Linked DNA regions of Mus musculus: region 1 is linked to region 2. The links are chromatin contacts, called in public Micro-C maps. All regions are on one chromosome and are shown on one strand. Each heading gives the region's core, a stretch centred on a gene start, on an enhancer-like site or on the middle of the called end of the contact. The rest is flanking DNA. Distances are from core to core; before and after follow the strand shown. Region 1 has its middle 13 kb from the start of Kcnj11. Region 2 overlaps Nomo1 (nodal modulator 1).

What was found. Hi-C and Micro-C count contacts between places; a contact is called where the count stands out from the background.
Region 1: a contact with region 2 is called in a Micro-C map of the G1E-ER4 cell line, with 2.1 times the contacts expected there. The contact joins two enhancer-like sites. A contact is called at or near these places in 2 of 15 datasets of contacts at CTCF or cohesin (CD8 T cells and the NIH/3T3 cell line), 38 of 484 Hi-C or Micro-C datasets (the 63-12 cell line, the CH12 cell line, the G1E-ER4 cell line and 16 more), 4 of 115 datasets of contacts at active chromatin or transcription factors (double positive thymocytes and embryonic stem cells) and 2 of 9 other capture datasets (adipose tissue and pancreatic islet).

The regions. Positions count from the first base shown.
Region 1 is chr7:46,084,668-46,090,436 of GRCm38.p6, forward strand. No RefSeq gene overlaps it. Among named protein-coding and RNA genes, the nearest start is that of Kcnj11, 13 kb to the right of the region's middle. Within about 2 kb of position 1,779, at least 39 of the 459 cell types and tissues checked have an H3K27ac peak or open chromatin away from gene starts, as enhancers often do. A contact at or near this core is called in the G1E-ER4 cell line, where this site is marked.
Region 2 is chr7:46,043,071-46,049,158 of GRCm38.p6, forward strand. Nomo1 (nodal modulator 1) reads left to right here. Exons shown (of 31, transcript NM_153057.4): 6 at 1,161-1,233; 7 at 2,191-2,343; 8 at 2,779-2,916; 9 at 3,839-3,928. Among named protein-coding and RNA genes, the nearest start is that of Gm39010, 4.5 kb to the left of the region's middle. Within about 2 kb of position 2,976, at least 6 of the 459 cell types and tissues checked have an H3K27ac peak or open chromatin away from gene starts, as enhancers often do. A contact at or near this core is called in the G1E-ER4 cell line, where this site is marked.

The DNA.
Region 1 (5,769 bases), core at 529-3,028, 40 kb after region 2:
TCTGTCCCTCTGCAAAGGTAGCCATAGGACTTTGTGTATTCCAGGTGGCCGCCAGGTGGGCGTCGGGCTGTGAGAAGCTGCAGGACCCTGCGCCGGGGGTGGGGAAGCACAGGCTGAGGTCCCCGTGGAACTGCTGGAGTCAGGCTCTGACTCTTGGGCACCACAGATGCCTCTGGTTGCCGTGGAAGAGCTGGCTCTGGGGTCCCCGAGCCACACAGATAACAGGGACTGCAGGTTCTAGCTCTTGGATACCACAGATGCCAGTGGCGCAAGAGCTGAGGACAGAGTGGGGGCCTGTGGGGCCTCTGGCCCGGGGCCAAAGGGAAAAGGGCAGGAGGAAACCAGCTCCGGCTGGTTTCCGCAGGGAGGGGAGTCTTTGCCTTGCTTGGTCTGTGGCTTGGGTTGGTGTAGACAGTGACTGGGAGTGCTGAGAGGCCTTCCTGCGGGAGCTTAGATGCGCGGCTCTTTAGAGGAAGACCTGCTCCATTGCTCCAGCACAGCGGATCCTGACGAGAAGAGACAGTCTGTGGCCACGTGGAGAGAGTTGGGAAGGGAATGCCGAGAGAAGGGAAGCAAGAGGTCAGGAGAGAAGCAATCAGGAAGCAGGTGTAGAAGTAAGAGGAGGGGCAAGCAGCCCCGTTTATAGTGGGCCAGCTCACCTGGCTGTTGCCAGGTAACTGTGGGGGCGGAGTCCAGACAGATCACCAGGAGCTTGGGGTGTTGCCCTATGTGACTGATGGTCACAGAATTATGGATCTGGGGCCTCATGTCAGGAGCCTAGTTAGTGTCTGGGACCATGGCAAACAGGCCTTCTGTCCCTTGCAGAGTTATCTGCTGGGTGTCCGGGGTTTAAACCTAGTTCGACCAGAAAACAGGCTGCCTTTCACGGTCCCACACAAAGTGGGTGTACACCCTGTGCTCCAGTACTTGGCAGGTGGAGGAAGGAGGATAAGAAATTCAGGGTCATCCTCAGCTACATAATGAGCTTAAGGCCAGCTCGGGCTACATGAGAAAATGCCAAGAAAACAAGCCTAAGACATGACTAAGGAAGGATACCTCGAAACGCTTCCAGCTATAGCTCTTCAATCCAAGCTTCACGCTTTCCCCCTGGTCTCTCCTGTTACATGAGTGAGCACCCAAAGCCAGGAAGAACCAGTCCCTACAGGCCAGAGTAGCCTGAGAGAAGCGTTGGTCAAGCTCAGGGGACAAGGCTGCTTGTTACCGTGATGGTTAAGTGCTGTCAGCTTGATGGGATTTAGAATCGCCATGGAAACAAATGTTGGTCCACCTCTGAGGGATTTTCTAGATTAGGTTATCCATGTGGGAAGATGCACCTTAAGTGTGGGTGGTCCCAGACCACGGGCTAGGATTGGAGACTGTGATCTGAGCAGAGTCCACGTCTCTGACTCCTGACTGGGGACGTGGCAGGACCAACTGCTACACGCTCCTGCTATGCTTTCCCTCCATGGGGCTCCATATCCCATGAAGCACTGAGCTTAAGTACATAGCCTTTATAAAGTGTTTTCTATTAGCTTTGTTTGGTTTTTGTTGATAAGATAGAAACATGTGGATGTTTGTGGCCTCTTGGCTGCAGCGGGTACTGGAGGCAGACCAGGCTCAGGATGAGTCTCCTAGAATCCACATTGCCCTGGATAGTCTCCACTTCTGTATTAGTCAGGATCTTGGCTCTGCCGGGATCTTTCTGGGGCTGAGCGGGATGGTGAGCCCAAAAGAAACACAATGAGCGGGGAGACTTGTCGAAGCAGGAACTCAACTTTATGGTGTCAGCCTCTCCCTTATATAAGTTCAGAACATAGGGAGGGGGATTATTGGTGAGGTAAGATGACATAGGAGGCGGGGAAGGGTGATGGAGGATATGGGGTGACTGACAGGGCCAATGGCAAAGCTCTACCTCAGCAAAGGCGGGGCAGAGGCAGGGCCAAAACAGGTCTTGCTGAGTCACTGAAGTGACTGAGACAGGTCTCAAAACTCAAGCCAGGCTTAGGCTCTCCCACAAGGCTGCAGAAACTCGAGCCAGGCTCAGGTGTGTCCTCAAGGCCCAAACCAGGGTCAAAATGGGGCCCAACATTCTGGAGTGACAGAACTTCTGCAATGTTTCTATATATTAAGGGAATTTATTGTAATGACTTTCAGTCTGTAGGCCGACTGACCCAACAGTGGGCAGCTGCGGGTGGGAAGTCCAAGAATCTAGTAGTTGCTCAGCCCCACGAGGCCAGTTGTTTCAGCTGGTCTTCTGTAGAAGCTGGGATCCTGAAGAAGTAGGTTCCAGCAGATGTGCTGGCAGGTAAGTGCAAGCAGATGAAGAAGAGTGAGCCCTTCCTTCTCCCAAGGTCCTTACGTGGGCCTCCAGCTGAAGGTGCGGCTCAGAATAAAGCTGTGTGCCACCACGCCTGGATCTGGAACTTGCTTTGCCCCAGGCTGGCCTTGAATCAGATCTGCTTGCCTCAGTCTCCTGGGATTAAAGGGGTGCACGTACCCTGCCTGGGCCACTATGGCCACTATGTTTCATGGCCACTATGCCTCAAGATCTCCATGTCAAGATCTGGGTCAGAAGCCTGAGTCTTCCAGCCTCACGATCTGGATCATGGATACGCCCTCCACTTCTGGATTGTGGTTCATCCCAGATGCGGCCAAGCTGACAACCAGGAATAGCCGTTACAACACCCAAGAATGTGCATGGCCCCTGTGACCAGTAGAATGACAGAGGGGTGAGAGTAGCTATTTCTTAGGTCAGATCATAAAGACGTTGTACTTATCATATGGACACTGGGGACACAGGATATTTAGTGTGAGCACAGGGCATCCCAGGGAAACTGAGAGCCTGCCAGAGATGTCATCTGGTCTGAGGAATGTTCTCAGTTTGGGCACAGCCCACCGCCATGTCTGTTGCTCTGTGGCTATTTTCGAAAAACCAAGATGAAAACCTCACAGGTTCTAACTAGGAAGGTGGCACCTGGTGAACTGTTTCTCCATTACCTTTCCTGGCTGCTCTGAGCTCTCAAGTTCTCCCTCTGCAGGAGCCACTGTCCAGCCTTCCTGTGGTCATGAAGTCATTCTAAGGATGTTACAACACTCTCAGAATACTACTGGTTATATTATTTATATTAATGTCTGTACGTGTTCATTTTGAACTATATTAAGATGACCAAATGCATGTTAGTTCTAATATCTACTTTTTGCATGTGTATGAACATGTTGCACGCATGTAAGGTGCAGATATATATGTGTGGTGCACTGTGGAAGCAGAGGCTGCTATGTTCTTCAATCATTCTCCCCATCGTTTAAAGAGGCAGGATCACTTGCTGATTCCAGAGCTCATCAAGTCAACTAGTCTGGCTACCTCCAGAGATCCTGTCTCCAAGTCTAGCATTCTGGGATGATAGGCTGGTCTCTACTCATGCCTGGCTTTCATGTGTGTGCTGGGGATCTGAACTCTGGTCCTCAGGCGTTATGCTCCGAGCATCTCCTCAGATCATCCTTTTCTTTACATCCCAGCACTCTTGGGGATGGAACCCAGGGCATTGCCCAATCCATTAAGCTTTATCCATAACGCCTGGCAATTTTATTTTTTTTGTGGAAAAACATAAACTGGAAGATGTTGAGAGAATACAGTTTGCATATTCAAACACATGAGTCTGGCTGGCTTGTGGAGTTTATGATTGTTGCTTCTGTGGTGCCTGCCCTCGGCAGGCAGGATGCAGATGGAATGGGAAGGAAGAGGGAGAGGCTGCTGTATCCTGCCGTCCCCGGTGAGCTCTGATGGGTTCCCACTTACTGTGGTTGTGGCTCCTTCACCACACCTGCACGCAACGCTCTTATGCATAGAGCAAATACTGAGTGATTGCTCATCCAGGCTTTGAAGACCTACAGTGTGCAGTTTGCCTTGATTGTAGACCTTTCGGTGCCTTGCTACTTCACCCATGATGGGGGAACTAGGGGGGAAGTTGGAGAAAAACTAGAAGACGACAACGACGGCTGACTCAGCACAGACCAACAGATTCATGGGATTTATTTCCCTGGTTACTGCTGAGACAACGCAAATGCTGTGCACAAAGTGTTTTCTGTGACACTGATGTTGGCATTTATTCCTGTCTTTTTCTGACTCTGATACAAGTGCTGTGGCCATCCTGCAGGAACACTTACCTAAAGAAGGGCAGGAAGCCTGTGGCTGGGCCTGGATCTTGGTACGCTCGTTCCTCTGTCTTTACCTCATCCTTCACATCTGGTCTTGGTGACTCTGGATGTCCAAGCTGGCAGCCCCTTGACTTGGGGCTAAACCATTTGACATGCTTTTTGCTAAGAAAACTCAGGTTGTATTTTTTTTTAAATTATCTTCTACATGAGATACTTAGTCATGAAAACACAATGTGCCAAAACTTCCAGTGGAAACAGCCTGCAGGTGAGGTCTCCAGCTCTAAGTGACCCCTACAATAAATAACTTAATGATGCACCATAGGGCCTTGGAAAAACAAGCTGAAGCCATAAACCCAAACCAATATTTGGAAAGAAGTCAGATCAGGGCAGAGATTAATCAAATGGGAATGTAAAACCACAATAAGGATTCCAAGGTCCAAAGGGTTTGTCCTTTGTAAATCAGATCTACAAATCCTTTCCCAGACGGTCTTGTCAGAAAGCAAAGCCTCACCTTAAGTCAGAGGTGAGAAAGGAGCCATTTGGAAGCTGGGGGGTCATTAGGATGTTCTGAAAGAAAAAAAAAAGGTATTCTCCTAATTGGAAACTTTTAAAGGGTTTGATGAATTACTTGGTGTATATGATCTACCAGAATGAAGCCCAGATAAGATCATTTAAGGAGATCTTTGAGGAGCAGTGATATTGGTGTAAGAACAGCAGCAGCAGCAGTCTCAGATGAAGTAGTGCTGAGGCCCTGATGGTGACATGGACCAGATCTTCAAGGAGGTGCTAACACAGCTGTTCTGAAGAACACTGCTGATCTCTTAACTCTACAAAACCAGCATTACCGTCACACCACAATTGCATGGAGACAAGAAAGAAAGGAAGAAAGAAAGAAAGAAAGAAAGAAAGAAAGAAAGAAAGAAAGAAAGAAAGAAAGAAAGAAAGAAAGGAAGGAAGAAAGAGAGAAAGAAAGAAAGACTCTTTTTGTTGTCTATTTAACATACAACTGTTTATTTATATATATTGTGTGTGAGCATACCTGTGGAAATGGATGTCAGAGAAAATTACCATGGTTTCAGGAAATGCATGTCTACTTTCTCCACCCTCTTCAGTAACCTTCTGGGAGGCTTAGCTAGGAGAATGTGACAAGAGAAGCAAACAATTATTTATTTATATCTCTGTTTATCCATTGTCTGTCTGTCTCTATCTGTCTGCCGGCCTGTGTGTCTGTGTCTGTCTGTGTGTCTCTTTATGTATAATCGAGACAAATAGAAGGTCTATCTCTGACCAACTAGATGGGTCAGCCTGGGCACCTGAGTTTCATCCCCATCACACTAGTGAATGTGGAAGGAGAGAGCCTACTTTATTTTTTTCCTTTTGTTGTTGTTTTCAGACAGAGTTTCTCTGTGTAATAGCTCTGGCTGTTCTGGAACCCATAAATCCTGTGCCACCCCCACCTCTTTGAGAGCCAACTTTGTATAGTTGCCCTGTGACCTCCACACTCCCAGTGGCTTGCCCTCCCCATCACGCACATACACAGTACAGCTAGGAGTGTGGAGGATTGATGGAGAATTGCCAAGGTCTCCTTCTGGGCAGGAGATACACAGGAGAGAC
Region 2 (6,088 bases), core at 1,726-4,225:
CCAGTTAACTCCGTTAGGATTTAAAGACAGCATCATTTTATCACTTACAGGGAAGCCATGTGGTAGCTGGACCTGGCGGTTATTTAGTTAACTTTGCAGCGTGAAATGTAAAGGGCTATTTAGTTGCACTGTGAAGTGGGGCGAGCTCAGCTGTAACCGCTAGCAGATGTGTGAGGATTAATACAGGAATCTTGGAGCTGGTACTGTAGGAGGCGCTCAGAACATGTTTACAAAGTTCACAAAGTCCACCACAGCAGTACCTGAAGCTCCTAGTCAGCTTCTGGTGTCTTATCCAACCTAAAATTACTGTTGTTGATGGTGTCTCCTTGATCGGAGCCTAGTCCTGAACTGGTGGAGCACGGGGCTGTGTTTCTTCATGGCTCAGCCTGGGCTGAGTGTCCCTCAGCCAGGTTCTTGGGACCAGAAGGACCTCTGATGTGGGGTTTTCTCGAATTTGGTATGTTTTCATACATGCACCATTCTTAGTTTAGTTTCTCAGTGCCGATTATACACAATTGATAATCTGTCTGGCTCATGGTTTTAGACCATGGTCACCTAGCCATCATCTTTCTGGGCTCCTGGCCCAAGTGACACACTTCCTGCTGCGCGGCCCCTTTCACCATGGTCCTCACTACCTCCCAATAGTTGATCCTGCCTTCTCCTTCAGCAAGCTGATCTGTTGGTTAGGCCAAAGCCCTCCTGACCCAGAGCTTCTCCTCTGAACTCTGCTCTGGAGAACCAAGATTTCAACACCCGTGCCTTCAGGGATAGGGCTCACTTCTGAATGTGAACTTCATTTATGTCTGGTGCACATCTTAAGTATGCAGACTGGAACTACTCATACAGCATTTTACATCATTATTACATGAGACTGTTTCACGGTCTAGAGTTTTCCACTTTTGTGGCATAATATTGCTACTCAAAAAGTTCTGGGTTTTGGAGTTCTGATTATTCCAATGCGGGATGCCCCAGCCTATGCCAGGAGACAGTGGGTTGTTGGCCGTCTGAGTGCACAGTGCAGTTTTCCTTCTTCCCGGCACATGGGGAGTGTTCAGAGAGTGGGTTTGGACAGAACTGGATTGAGCAGCTCTTAGAGGCTTACAGTAATCCCTATATGGTCCCTGTCTAAAACTAAGTGAACACTCTTTTGTGTTTCTCAGGTTTGCGTTTTTCAAAGTTCTTCCTGGAGATTATGAAATCCTTGCAACTCACCCGACCTGGGCGCTGAAGGAGGTGACCTTTGACCCATGCCTGCCGCGGTGTCAGTTTGGGATCAAATGTGGGGACAGATTTAGGACATGAAGTCACAGTTTCTCCTGATGCCTTGGAAGAACAGGGGTGCTGAAGATGCGGTTGTTACCAGAGGGAACTCCCCTGCTGCAGCGGTGCTGCTGCCGCCGGTCCCTTCTGTGGGTGGCGGATTTTATAAAGTCCAGCAACCCCTGTCGCTGCTTTGAGCAGTATCAACACCAGAAATTCCCAGTGAATTTTTGTTGTTTTTCTGTCAAAACCAGAAGTCTACAAATATGCTAAATATTCTAGAGGCCTGTTGTCCGTGTACCTTAGGGGAGGAGAGCTCTCAGACAGCTTGTGTGACTGTTAAGGGCGGATGGGGTTGTGGGTCAGCACACCCTGAGTGTCAGGCGAGTGTTCGAGCCAGAGAAAACCTTTTGTTCCAAGGAAAGGAAAAACAGTGATTTCCCTTCTGGTTTAAAATTTCAACCTTTTTTTTCTGTTTTGTATCTGAACTTTTAATCAGAAGTGGCTGAGATGTTAGCAGCAGTCATTGAAGGAATGTCTAAGCAGGGAGTGGCACATACCTGTAATTCTAGTACTTTGAATGCTGAAGCAGGAGGATTGCTGTGAGATTTTTGGCTAGCCTGGGCTATGTATAGTGAGTTCTAGACCAGCCTCGGCTATAGACCACCCTGTCTCCAAACAAACAAACAGCCCAAAGAATATTTAAAAGGTTTTAAGTGTTTGAACTGTCATATAAAGGCTGATTTCTAAAATATTATAGTAGTTAAATTTCTCTTTGAGGCTGTCACCCTCTGTCTAGCCCAGGCTGGCCTCTAATTCACAATAATCTCCCTACTCCAGCTTCCCAATGCTGGGATTGCTGGTGTCAGCCGCCAAGTTAGGCTGTCAGGGTTTAGTGCTATTGAATCTGAAGACCCTTTTCTTTTCTAGGCAAGTACCACGGTGCGTGTGACGAACTCGAATGCTAACGCAGCTGGTCCCCTCATAGTGGCTGGCTATAATGTGTCCGGCTCTGTCCGCAGTGACGGGGAGCCCATGAAAGGGGTGAAGTTTCTTCTCTTTTCTTCTTTAGTGAACAAAGAGGTAAGCATACAAAAGTGAGGAGCCAAGGTCAGGGCGGGCAGTGGCAGGCAGGGCCGCCGTTGAGCATACCAATGGCGGTTAGTTTCTCCAGTGATGGCACCACAAGGCTGTGGAGGTGGCCGGTGCTCAGGCTTTGACGAGGTTCACACAGTATCAGGTCCTAATGAACGCCCTTGCTCTGTGGCATCTTGGGTGCATCGTTTCCCTTCCTTGGCCAGTTTTCTTTGTTATTGGGAGGAGCCTCACCGTCTTCCCTAAGGAGACTGCTCATTTTTAACTTTGGAAGCTGGATGTAAAGATTTGTGTTCCATTTGCCTGCATGGATCCCCTGGCTTGAGAAACCCATGCATTGACCTCTACAAGTTGGCCTGGCCTTACCTGTGGCTGTTGGGCAATCGGAACGTGGAAATAGAAATCTCTTCTTTCTCTCCATAGGATGTCCTGGGCTGCAATGTGTCCCCAGTGTCCGGGTTCCAGCCCCCAGATGAGAGCCTGGTTTATCTGTGCTATGCGGTCTCCAAAGAAGACGGCTCATTTTCTTTCTATTCCTTGCCGAGTGGGGGCTACACTGTGGTGAGTGAGTGGGTGGGCAGGTCTCTTATCTGTTCGGGACACCATGGCTTGAGAGGAACCTGTGTGAGTCAGCTTTCCATATGATGACATGTATGATGGGGTAAACAGATGTCCCGGAATAGAGCTTATCTTAGATCATAGTTTCAGTTCCTGACTGATGGAGGTGAGGCACGAGGGTGCGGGCAAAGCCCGTGGTAGGGAATCCTCTTCACTTCATGGAGGCTGAAGTGCACAGAACTTGGAAGAGCAGCCGGGCTGGGATTTTGACGTGGCGTCAAGGGCATGCTGCCAGTGAAGTGACCTTCTTCCACTGGGTTCCTGAGGGTGCCACCACCTCCCAGCAGTGCCGACAGGCATGCCTGTAGCACAGGAGTGGCTAGCCTTTTGACACTGCAACATGACCCTGCTGTACCCGGATGTTTGGGGGCCACATCCATAGCTATCCTGCGACATACCAGCACATGAGCTTTTAGGGGAATTTCAGGTCCTAGTCATACATATTGAATGACCAAATGGTGGGTTGACCGTCGTGAACACTTGGCCTAGCAAGGATAGATTGAGTGTCCCTAAAACTAAAAACCCCCAGACCTAAAACACTGTAAAATCTGAGGACACTGCTAAGTTTGCTACCAGCCTGTGACTCTGTAAGGTGTGTGTGACATACACTGGATCTTGGATTCAGACTCAGACCTGTCCATAAGGTGTCTCATGATGCCCGTACAGGCACTCCGGCACCCGAGCAGTTCCGCATTGAGAAACACTTAGGTTGCAAGTGGGTCACAGTAGAGTGCAAGGCTTCTCCTTAGACCACCAGCAACTGCGGTTCACGGTCCTCTGGGTTGTTTGGCTGCTAGACCTTGGTGAGCGCTGATTGCTGCATGGCGATGCAGATGCTTCCTAATCCCCAGCCCGCCCCTCCCAGGTGCCCTTCTACCGAGGAGAAAGGATCACCTTCGACGTGGCGCCCTCCCGGCTTGACTTCACGGTGGAGCACGACAGCCTGAGAATCGAGGTGAAGCCTCCCAGTGCTCTCTGCAGGTGTTTGGGTTCCCAGCCCAGGGCGCAGATGGTTCAGACGTGTCCACAGCAGCACCTGTCCATTGCTATCGGAGGAAATGGGACCGCATGCAGTGGCCCGGGGTACCATAGGTGTACTTCCTCTCTTACACAGCATCTTCATCTTGCAGAGATAGCTAGTGTCTTAGTCAGGGTTTCTATTCCTGCACAAACATCATGACCAAGAAGCAAGTTGGGGAGGAAAGGGTTTATTTGGCTTACACTTCCATGCTGCTGTTCATCACCAAAGGAAGTCAGGACTGGAACTCAAGCAGGTCAGGGAGCAGGAGCTGATGCAGAGGCCATGGAGGGATGTTCTTTACTGGCTTGCTTCCCCTGGCTTGCTCAGCCTGCTCTCTTATAGAACCCAAGACTACCAGCCCAGAGATGGTCCCACCCACAAGGGGCCTTTCCCCCTTGATCACTAATTGAGAAAATGCCTTACAGTTGGATCTCATGGAGGCATTTCCTCAACTGAAGCTCCTTTCTCTGTGATAACCCCAGCTGTGTCAAGTTGACACAAAACTAGCCAGTACAGCTAGGGTCCCGGTCAGTGCTGTTCTTTCAGTAAGATGTCTTGAGTTCTGTTCCACGTTGGCCATGCAGTAGGATGCAACAGTCTTTCTGGAAGTTACGATTTAGTGATGGGAGAAGCCAGGCCTGTTTATCTAAGCAAGTTAGTAAGTGTTTTAGAAGGCAGTAAGGGCTCTCTGGGACAGAAGGGCCTTGCAGTTCAGGGCAGGGCTACAGGGCAGCATCTCATGTTGGTTCTCTCTGAAGGTGACTGAGCTACAGTCTGAAGGGGAGCAGGCGAATTATACCTAAAGTGTGGTGAATGCCAAGGTCTTAAGGCAGGAGTGTGTCTGGAGTGTGAGGCACTGAGTGGGTCAGGGAAGCTGGAGAGGAGGGCACAGAGGCTTGGAGAGGTGATGCCTCAGAGCCTGGTGTCCACTTTCCTCTTGTGCTGCCGAGAGCTCCTGAGGAGAGGTGAGATGAGTGGAGCCGGCCTGGGCCAGTTACAAGGCCGGGGCAGTGATAACCACATGAGCGTGGACCACGTGGTAGGAAGGCATGGCGGGATCTTCACAACACTGTAAATGTGTTCATCCTTCTGCTGCGACTTTAAGAACCGATGACAGGTGGTCCCTGCTGGCAGCTTGCAATATGGAGGAAGCACCCAGGGGCACCCGGAGGTAGTGTTAGTGAAAAGCCACTCTATATTTTCATACTGTACTGAAAAGCAATCTGCTAAACTAGTGCAGGGTCAAAGGAGCTGGCCCCGCCTTCCAACCTTGCATAGGGCATCTAAGTGTGGGAGCAGGAGGCCAAGAAAATGAGCCTGGAGCTTTTATTGCCTGTACAACCTTGCAGGAAGGGTGCGGCAGGTGCTTGGGCAAAGTACCCAGATGGAGGTCAAATGCAGGTCTTAACTGGTAAAAAAACATGGCGTTTCAAGTGAGGGCCTAGAAGGTTCCATCAGGCCAGGAAGCATCCTTGTCTCACCCGTGTGCTGCAGCACCTGGCACACAGTAAGAGCCTGAGAAGAACGTTGGTTGGCTGTGAGTGAGTAAGGGGATCCTTAGCTGCTTACCACATACTCTCAGAAGGATTATTCCTAAAAGGAACCGCTTTCTTATTCTTCCTTGCCCCTCCTTTCTTGTTTTGAGATAGTACCACTGTGTATCCCAGGATGGCCTTAAACTTATGATCCTCCTGGCTTAGCTGCCTGAGTGCTGAGGTCACAGGTGTGTGCCTCCTGAGTGCTGAGGTCACAGGTGTGTGTCTCCTGAGCAATGAGATCACAGGTGTGTGCCTCCTGAGCAATGAGATCACAGGTGTGTGCCTCCTGAGTGCTGAGGTCACAGGTCTGTGAGATCACAGGTGTGTGTCTCCTGAGTGCTGAGGTCACAGGTGTGTGCCTCCTGAGTGCTGAGGTCACAGGTGTGTGTCTCCTGAGTGCTGAGGTCACAGGTGTGTGTCTCCTGAGTGCTGAGGTCACAGGTGTGTGTCTCCTGAGTGCTGAGGTCACAGGTGTGTGTCTCCTGAGTGCTGAGGTCACAGGTGTGTGTCTCCTGAGTGCTGAGGTCACAGGTGTGTGCCTCCTGAGTGCTGAGGT